Linked DNA regions of Sus scrofa: all the other regions are linked to region 3. Evidence: chromatin contacts called from public HiChIP or PLAC-seq data. All regions are on one chromosome and are shown on one strand. Each heading gives the region's core, a stretch centred on a gene start, on an enhancer-like site or on the middle of the called end of the contact. The rest is flanking DNA. Distances are from core to core; before and after follow the strand shown. Region 1 overlaps MACC1 (metastasis-associated in colon cancer protein 1). Region 2 overlaps MACC1 (metastasis-associated in colon cancer protein 1). Region 3 overlaps LOC110255482 (a long non-coding RNA gene).

Evidence for each region. HiChIP or PLAC-seq counts read pairs in DNA pulled down with a chosen protein or histone mark.
Region 1: a contact with region 3 is called in an H3K27ac HiChIP or PLAC-seq map of alveolar macrophages. The contact joins two enhancer-like sites. A contact is called at or near these places in 7 of 47 Hi-C or Micro-C datasets (fetal heart ventricle, fibroblasts, heart right ventricle and 4 more) and 1 of 2 datasets of contacts at active chromatin or transcription factors (alveolar macrophages).
Region 2: an H3K27ac HiChIP or PLAC-seq map of alveolar macrophages shows a contact between it and region 3. The contact joins two enhancer-like sites. A contact is called at or near these places in 1 of 47 Hi-C or Micro-C datasets (embryonic fibroblasts) and 1 of 2 datasets of contacts at active chromatin or transcription factors (alveolar macrophages).

The regions. Positions count from the first base shown.
Region 1 is chr9:89,317,274-89,320,432 of Sscrofa11.1, reverse strand. The region is part of intron 1 of MACC1 (metastasis-associated in colon cancer protein 1); the gene reads left to right. Among named protein-coding and RNA genes, the nearest start is that of MACC1, 23 kb to the left of the region's middle. Within about 2 kb of position 1,717, at least 1 of the 83 cell types and tissues checked has an H3K27ac peak or open chromatin away from gene starts, as enhancers often do. A contact at or near this core is called in alveolar macrophages, where this site is marked.
Region 2 is chr9:89,212,687-89,216,039 of Sscrofa11.1, reverse strand. All of the region lies in intron 1 of MACC1 (metastasis-associated in colon cancer protein 1), which reads left to right. Among named protein-coding and RNA genes, the nearest start is that of MACC1, 130 kb to the left of the region's middle. Within about 2 kb of position 1,734, at least 1 of the 83 cell types and tissues checked has an H3K27ac peak or open chromatin away from gene starts, as enhancers often do. A contact at or near this core is called in alveolar macrophages, where this site is marked.
Region 3 is chr9:88,945,114-88,948,503 of Sscrofa11.1, reverse strand. All of the region lies in intron 2 of LOC110255482 (a long non-coding RNA gene), which reads left to right. Among named protein-coding and RNA genes, the nearest start is that of TMEM196, 89 kb to the right of the region's middle. Within about 2 kb of position 1,688, at least 9 of the 83 cell types and tissues checked have an H3K27ac peak or open chromatin away from gene starts, as enhancers often do. A contact at or near this core is called in alveolar macrophages, where this site is marked.

The DNA of each region.
Region 1 (3,159 bases), core at 468-2,967, 370 kb before region 3:
GACCAGTCTGTTTTATTGAACACTGACAGTGACTAATAATGTCTGGCACATAGTAGGTGCCTAATAAATTTTTTTTAATTAATGAAGAGTAGTCTATAAATTTGTCAACTGATAAGTACACAGAGTCCACAATGGTGAGCATATATGCTAATAAAACATGCCTGTGAGTTTAGGAATAATTTGAGTAAATCATAGATGCTCTGTCCATATGAATTTTGAAATGAGAGGTCTGCAGAGTTCATAACTAGGTATTCACTATGAATCATACTACATTTATTTCAATCTCCAAACATGACTTTGTCAGAATCTGAGTAGGGAGTTGGAGATACTTGGCTTGATTCAATCAGGTGTTTCTTAGGAAGAGAATAGAGGGAGTGAGAATAGGATGTGGAATAGGGAATTATTAATTCTGATAGCTTATTTATCCTCAAACATAATCAGAAGATTATACCTGTTATTTATGTTTTCTTTGGAATTCAGAGAGTTTAGCATATTTGTTACATTCAGCGGTGGGTCAATAAGCAAGAGAATAATTACATTTACCTTAGAAAGTTGGAAATGAGAATCGTATCTCTTTTACTGTGGCATCCAATTAATGATAATTCTAATACAGTTTACGACAAAAGATAAACCAGTTTCTTACAACATCAGTAACTGGTACATTTTTCTTGATGCCAGAAACCATGACTTAAGCTTTTTTTTTTTTTTTTTTTTTTTTTCTTCCCCTTTTAGGACCTCACTTGTGGTATATGGAAGTTCCAGGCTAGGGAGTGAATCGGAGCTCCAGCTGCCAGCCTATGCCACAGCCGTGAGAATGCTGGATCCGAGCTGCATCTGCGACCCTAGCCTCAGCTTTTGTCAATGCTGGATCCTTAACCCACTGAGTGAGGCCAGGGATCAAACCCACATCTCACAGATACTATGTTTTGTTCTTAACCCATTAAGCCACAACAGGAATGCCATCATTTTTTTCTTATTTCTAAGATGGGCCTAAAAGTGAGGGCGACACATAACAAGGACACACTATTTCTCGAATGAATGGAAAATTTCAAACCACTCAGAGAACCTAGTTTAAATTGCTTTTGACCACCAAATAAACTGAGAAGTGAATATAATTATATACGCTGCTGATTGAAGTATATGAAAATGAAAAAAAATGTTGTGAAATAAGTCTCTTTACCCTACACTTAGGGTGAAAACATTTGATGATGCAGGCAACAGTTTTATTATAAAAGGAATGCACAGTAGGTCGTATGAAAAATAAAACAAGAAAGAAACCTTTAGGTGGCGGCCAAGAGCTATGATTATGAATTCTTTTATGAGAATTTATAATCTTGTTTGAAAGTGGTCATGTTAAGCGGGTTATTAAACCACAAAAATTCAGTACAAAGCAAATTCAAGAAAAAAAATTAGGCCTGGAAAGAAATGGATTTGAATGAGTATATCATCGAACAATCAATCAAATCTTAATTTTGATTAAATATGGGTATTTTGATTATGAATATTTTTTAAGAAACCAGATCTGGGAAGATAATCATATTGGTATTGAGTCATGAAATTAATTAGTCTTGACAGTTAAATAATTGTTTTAATCTTGAAAGAAATCATCTTCAAGCAAAATGGTAGCGTTTTAAGAAATCAGAGAATGTAATAAAGATGTCAAACTGTCCAGATGCTCATTGTGCAATTGGAAACTCCACTCAAAGTTGACACAGGTCTCCAAAAAAAAAGGAAAAAGGTCAATGAGCTCATTCATTCTTGCAACATCTGCCAGAAGCTATGGCTTCTTGAAACACTAATATGTTTTCTCTCTTTTTTTGTTGCTCTCTCAAATGAAGAGCCGACAGAATTCATCATATATCTCTTTCAGTCCTAGAAAAAAGGGGGAAAGATGAAATACTTTTAAATAAAGCATTATGATTTTGTGATGATATGCAGTAGTTTTTCCTCTCTGCTTTTTGTTTTCATCATTAGTCTACTTGAAGGAAAAATTGTTTTAAGCATCACTATTGCATACTGCTTTACAGTAATTTTCATTTAAAAGTTTTTCCATTAATGGTTAGTTCTGTTAGCATTTAGATTCATTACACTTTTGACAATGTTTTGGCAAGTAGACTAAATATAGATATGTGCTTCCATTTAATCCGGACTTCAGTGATGAAATATCTCTAGTTCAATTCTTGTCCACTTTAGTAACACACATTTAGCGTCAATTGTGTGCACACCCAGGACCATGGAGGAGAGAAAACAAATAAAAGACAAACTCAGTACATATGGAGTTGACAAGCTTTCTAGATGAAATAAGAGAATAGAAACAAAATACTATAGCAAAAACAACACGTTATCATTATCATTATTATTATTATTATTTGTCTTTTGTCTTTTTAGGCCTGCACCCTCAGCATATGGAGGTTCCCAGGCTAGGGGTCAAATCAGCTACAGCTGCCAGCCTCTACCACAGCCCACACCAACGCGGCATCTGAGCTGTGTCTGCGGCCTATACCACAGCCCATGACAACACTGGACCCTCAACCCACTGAGCAGGACCAGGGATCAAACCTGCATCCTCATGGATACTAGTCGGGTTCGTTAACCACTGAGCCACAACAGGAACTCCAACAATACATTATTTTTGAGTAATAAGAAGAGAAGGAAAAGTGTGAGTTGATATTAACTGAGAAAAGCTCTGCAAAGAAAATAAAAGTAAACTGGTAGCTCCCCAGTATATTGTTGGGAAAGTAAATGCTTTAATTTAAAAAAAAACTATTTCAATTGCTTAATGTTAATATTCCATTAACAGTAGTGCAGAACAGTTTCTTTCCTAAATATTTTTCACTATGTTTAGTCAGTGAAGCTGGTGACAACTCTTCTCAAACATTTAGTATGTTGCTGGATTACATGGCAAACTGCACAAAAAAAGATTACCCAGAAATTATTTCAGTTTTCTAGTCTAGGAGTAAATGCATGATGAAAACCCAAGTTGAACCTATGGGATTTAAGTGGTAGAATTATTTTCTCTGTCACCAGTATCTTCAAACTGATATTCCTGAAGCTAGGAATCAGAGAGTTGGCCCTCACCCTGACTCTGATAGTGGATATGGTGATAAAATCATGGTCAGGATACATCATTTCTCTAGAAGAATCTTCCTTCTGTGTAAC
Region 2 (3,353 bases), core at 485-2,984, 270 kb before region 3:
GTGGCTGCTGGCCTATGCCAGAGCTACAGCAGCAACACAGGATCTGAGCTGCGTCTGTGACCTACAGCACAGCTCACGGCAACGCCAGATCCTTAACCACTGAGCAAGGCCAGGGATCGAACCCACAACCTCATGGTTCCTAGTCAGATTCATTAACCACTGAGCCATGACGGGAATTCTGAAAAATTAAACTACTATTGAAAATTTCCAGTGATGGTGTCCATAGCACATAGCAGTATGTGAATGGATGTTAACATTAAAAAATGTCTTTGTGTCTTCTTGTGCAATTTTTAAAAAAATGTTCAAGAAATGTGTGTGTGTGTATAGTGAAGTATATTATCTAAACTATAGTGGCAGATGAATTTGAAATATTTGACATGCCCCCTTGTCTTGGCTTATAGATTGTGAAGTTTTTAAAATACAATTATTCTCAAATAACTTGCAATCTGGTATACCAGGGACTCAGAGTAAACTCTTCTTTTGTCCTAAAGAGGGTGGAATTGCATGCTTACATACACAGGTGCATATGTACATACACACATAACACATACAGGTTAATGGGATGCCTAAAACCACTATTTTAATCAAGGGACACAAAATCCTATACATTTTTAGGACTTAATGACAAATTCATGCTTTGGAAATTTTCTGGAAAACCATGTAAACTCTGGGGAAGTTGATGTAAAGATAGCTGAAGATTATTTCAGAGTGATCTTGCTATGAAAATGGCGGTTGTGTCAATAAAAATACAGAGGAGTCAACAAATGCAGAACTCTTTAGGTTACCATTCATTATAGGACAAATAATCCATAGGCATTCTAGTACAAACTACACAGAGGGTTCTCTGTTATTGATTAGTAGCAAAAGGGCAGCTTGAAAACATCTTATGATCATGTGAAGAATTGGCATATATTCTCTTATGTGTTATCCTGAAAGGAAAAAATGAAAAAACAAAAAACAGCAACGAAGTTCTAAACTACAGCTTGATGGGGGTCAGTTTGTGGATGACTCATCTTATGGTTGAATAAGGAGCCAGAAAGAAGTAATGAAGGTAAATATGAAATTGTAAGAACAACTTGGCTCACTTTCTTAATCTAGGGAAATTAGGATCAATCTGACCTAAATTAATTTAGGGCCTAACATTTCACTATGATTTGAATTACTCACTGAAATTAACTAGTAAATGGCACAGTATCAACTGGTTTTGGAAAGTAACAGTGTGATCATGACTCAGGGACAAAGTGACCCAGAAAATGGGAGTCACAGTCAGCCCAGGGGTCTAAGAGTTAATGCATATTGAAACAGGACAAAGAAAAAACTCCAGGGGGAACTTTCTTATAACTTTGCAAATGTGGCCTTTCTCTTTGCAAGATAGCCTCATATGGGGAAAAATCTGAGCATGTGGGGAATATGGCTATTTCCTATTACTCTTTCTGGTATATTTGTACTATAGGGACCAAACATGAGTGACATTTAGCATAGGTCATTAAAGGATACCAAGAAAATCCCCTTTTAATTATTAAGTAATACCCTAGGCATATTCAAATCACTTTTTGTGTTTGATTTCCCCCTCTGTGTACAGGGAATCACTAGCTCTGTTCCCTACCAGATACGTAGAGGGAAAAAAGTCTAAATTCTAAATCAGATGAAACATTAGGAGAAAAAATTACATCTGCTTTAATGAGCAATTGACAGCTTCCATGTGGTCAGAGAATTTTTAAGTTGGAAGAACTTTAAGCAAGACTTCCTCATTTTACTGGTCAGTTCAATTTAGGTCAACACATATGTACTATTGCCAGGCGCTGTGGAGCTTTTGGATATTTAGAGAATATGTAAGATCCAGTCCTTGATTGAATAAAGTCTGAAGAAAATGGGGTGGGCAGAGGTGACTTGTTTTACAGTGAAGTACAAGCTATGTTAGAAGTATATATTAGTATTCCAAGCAATAGCAAATCACTTGGGCTGATCTAAATTGAAGAGCAACACACCAAACTCCAGTCCCGCAATTAATGAGAGGGCTGGATATCAGGCTCATGGCTCGTGAAGCCAAGGCAGCAGCCAAAATAATGGTACTGGATAAATTAGTTGTGTCTGCTAAGCCCTAGAAAACTCAATTTGCAGGGCCATTACTATGAGTCTTGGCTCTACTCCCCATGGCCCTGACAGACATAGCCAAAGCAGGACACTGTTTGCATAGCTACCTCTGTTCACCTCGAGTATTTTCTGTCTCTGCTGTTGTGTGTCTCCAGTTCCTAATTCCAGGTCCCAGATAACTGTGTATGATTAGCCACTCTAAGTGCTTTGCTTCTCCCTCATCTACCAGGCTGGCTATCAGTGAGAGTCACTGGCATTTTAGCTTCCATATTTGTTGACACCATTAGAGTATAGATGGGGTGAAGCAGATTTCAAACTCACAGTTGCAAACATCACAGTGTCTTTAAGCTTAAATAATCTTTGGGGTGACTCCTTTTTTATTCTCAGTCTTTCAGCTTCTCCTTGAGTCATAAAGGCATACTTGTCCTAACACCTGGTATCTGCAGATCCACTCACATCTTGGCACTCTCATGTTTTCACAGTGAAGAATCTGTGAATAGCTAGTGCCTGATTATCTCTCCCAAATGGGCAAAGAATGCAATGGTGTCAGCTGTGTGACTGAACATGGAGCCCTGATATATTTCACGTTTCAGTACCTACCAGTATGTTTCAACTGAAGCCCCCATGGAGTTCTACTCATTCTCTGGCTTTCTTTTTCCCACACACTAGAGTAGAAGGGGCTGGCTTTTCATACCCTTTTGCTGTCTGTCAGGAAATAACAGATGTCCATATTTTACTTATTTTTATTTATTTTGTCTTTTGTCTTTTTTTAGGGCTACACCCATGGCATATGGAGGTTCCCAGGCTAGAGGTCGAATCAGAGCTATAGCTGCCAGCCTACACCACAGCTCACAGCAACGCTGTATCCTTAACCAACTGAATGAGGCCAGAGATTGAACCTGCAACCTCATGGTTCCCAGTTGGATTTGTTTCACTGCACCATGACGGGAACTCCGTCCACTTATTTTTAAAATTTTATTGGAATATAGTCAACTTAAAAATATTCTACTTATGTTTTAGGTACAATAAATCTCGTGGCTGCAAGTGATCATGATTTCAGGGGAGAAATTAAAATATCTTGGTTTAGCATGAGCAAAATATCAACCCAGTCAGATATTTGTGTAAATCAGTACTAGAAACATAAGGGGGCTAGAATGGGTTAAGGGGATCAGAAAAGACATGAGAGGAACTAACAACTACTGAGAGAATTCCCTTCCTGGGTGGGAGAGATCAGTGATTAAGAATTATTTGAAGGGAGT
Region 3 (3,390 bases), core at 439-2,938:
ATGTGAAGGAATACTACTCAGACATAAAAAAGAATGAAAATTTTCCATTTGCAGCAATATGGATGGACTTGGAAGGTATTATGCTAAGTGAAATCAGTCATACAGAAAAAGACAAATGGTGAGTGATACCATTTATATGTGGAATCTGAAAAGTAAAACAAATTAGGGAATATAGCAAAGAAGAAAGAACAAACTAGTGGTTACCAGTGGGGAGAGAGGAGGAGAACAGCATTGTAGGGCTGGGGGATTAAGAGTTAAAAACTATACTGTATAAAATAAGCTACAAAGATATATTGTACAACACAGGGAGTATAGCCAATATTTCATAACTATAAATGAGAGTAACCTTGTAAAATTGCAAATCACTATTTGTACATCAACTATACATCAATTTTAAAAAAAAGAACATTAAAAAAAATAAAGAATAGAAGTAGTCATCCTTAGTCTTCCTTAGAAATAGGCACCTCCATTTAAAAGAGGAATCTGGCCATTCAGAACAGAGACTATTTTTCTCAACCATATGACCATGTAATTAAGTTCTGGCCAAAAGAGGAGTTCCCCGTCATGGCGCAGCAGAAACTAATCCAACTAGGAACCATAAGGTTGCGGGTTCAATCCCTGGCCTCCTTAAGTGAATTACAGATCCAGCGTTGCTGTGAACTGTGGTGTAGTTTGCAGATGTGGCTTGGATCTGGCGTTACTGTGGCTATGGCGTAGGCCGGCTGCCATAGCTCTGATTAGACCCCTAGCCTAGGAACCTCCATATGCTGCAACTGTGGCCCTAAAAACAAGCGCACGTGCACACACACACACACACACACACACACACACAGACATACATAGACATGCGCGCGTGCACACACACACACACACACACACACACCCCCTATGTTCTGGCCAAAAGAAATCAAGCAAAAATTTCTCATGAAAATTCTAGGAAGTTTCCTTAAAAGGAGAGGGCTTACCCTTCTCTGTTTCTTCTTTTTCCTCCTGGCTCAAATGTGGATGTGATGACTTGAGCTCAAACAGGTTTTATCAGTCATAGAGTAACACATGTGAACTGTGTGAGAAGCCAGGTAGAAGGAGTAACCATTTGCAGAACTGCCATACTACTCCCTGTGTGCATTTCAGGAATTTTCTTACAGTAGTTGCAGCTAAATACCACCCTTATCATGGATAACTTTGTGTTTATCTAGCTTAAGTGTAGTTTTAATTTTAAAAAATCAATTTTCAGGCTAATCTGTACAGCTTTTCATCAAGATTTCAGTATACAGCTTTGTTATAGAAGTAACATCTATGGCGAATTATTTCTCTCTTCCTGATGTGAAAAAGTGCCCTGTGACTTGTTGCTTCAGTAGTTTTCACTCTTGTGTTTGGGACAAAAACTCTTCTCTTACAAATTATTTGCAGCAAAATTGAAATTATAAAATCAACTGTGGAGTCCCATTCAAATTTAAGCTCTGGGAAGCTAATCAAAAATAAGAAAGCAATAGGAATAAGCTTAAAACAAAAAAGAAAGAAAAGAAAATCCTTGAGTATTCCCCCGCCCCCAGGATGATCAAACTTACTCCTTTAACACTGAGTTTTTTCCTTTTAAGTATTTACGTTTGAAGTTCCAACCATAGTGCAGTAGGTTAAGAATCTGACTGCAGCCGCTCTAGTCACTGAGGAGGTGCAAGTTCAATCCCACTCCAGTGCAGTGTGTTAAAGCATCCAGCATTGCTGCAGCTGTGGCTCAGGTCACAGCTGTGGCTGGGATTTAATCACTGACCTGGGAATTTCAGTATGCCATGGCTACAATGATAAAAAGAAAAAAAAATTTACCTTGGATTTACAAAACCTTATATACTTATTTACCATTAGCATAGCTTTCTATATTCTCAAACACATTAGACAAGGGAATTTATTAACACTCTTGCTATGCTTGTGTAGGGAATTATTAACTCTCTTGATTTGCCTATGAAGTAGGCAAATATTCTCCTATTTCAAAAAGCCTGGAGAAGTCAGACACCTTCCTTAGTGGAACTGGAGTGGCTGCTAGTAGGGTCAGGGCTGTGGCTGGCTTGTGTTGGTCATCTATTATTATGTAACTACTAATCCAAAGCTTAGAACTTAAAACAGCAATATTTTTATTGTTTCTCATGACTATGGGTCAGGAATCAGACAGGACACTGCAGGCATGGTAAGTCTTTGCTCCACACAATGTCTGCTGAGGCACTAACACCCCAAATGGCTTCTTAGCTCGTATATCTGGTGTCTCCCTAGGATGGTTCAAATACTTTAGGGCTGACTGGGACATTTCAACTGGAGTATTATGTCTAGGGCCTCAGTTCTCGATGTCAGCTGAGCCAACTTCCATGTAATCTTGTCACAGTAGGTAGAATTCTTACATGATGGCTCAGCAGCCACAAACCACAAAAGCAGAAGCTACCGGGTCTCTTCAAGGCTTAAGCCAGAAACTGGCAATAATCACTTCTACCATAGTCTTCTAGTTTTAGCAAGCCACAGCCCCAAACCAAATGCAAGGGACGGAGGCTATACAAGTGCATGGATTTAAGATGTGTTTCATTAGGGGCCACTGCTAGTGTTGCCAGATAAAATATAAATATAATTTAGTTAACTTTGAATTTCAGACAAATAACAGGAATTGTTTTGGTATAAATATGTTCCATGCAGTATGTAGAACACACCTATTCTGAAACATTATTCCTATTAATCTAAATTCAGGTATAACTGAATATCCTGAATTTTTATTAACTAAATCTCCCAATCCTAGATTCTACTAATGTAACAGACTATCAGTGAATATAAACTGATATCTCTCTAGGAGCACATTCATAATGTATAGCTTAATGAGACCTTTAGCCAGCCCCACCTGTATCTCCCAGTTCATTCAGTGTGTATACAGGTACTTTATGAGTTCAATAAAAGTGATCATAGTAGTCAGAGGAATTACTCAATGAAATGGGGTTTAGCTACTGGGAAGAAAGCTGATGCTCTCAAAAAAACATAAAGAAACTGGAAAGATAGTTTAATATATGTTTCATACCTGGATTCTTCTTTTTTGCTTATGCCCACTAATTATTTTTCTGGCAGCTTTAGCACAGGAAACTATACTCAGTATCTTGTAATAACCTAAATAGAAAAGAATGTAAAAAAATATATATATATGTATGTATGTATAACCGAATCACTTTTCTGTACACCTGAAATTAATGCAACATCAATCAACTATGTTTCAATAACATTTTTTAAAAAAGAAAATAGGAAATCTTTTTTTTAAAAAAACACTGGCTATTGGAGAGTTCCCATTGTGGCTCACCCGGTTAAGAACCCAGCTACTATTCATGAGAATGCAGGTTTGATCCCTAGCCTTGCTCACTGGGTTAA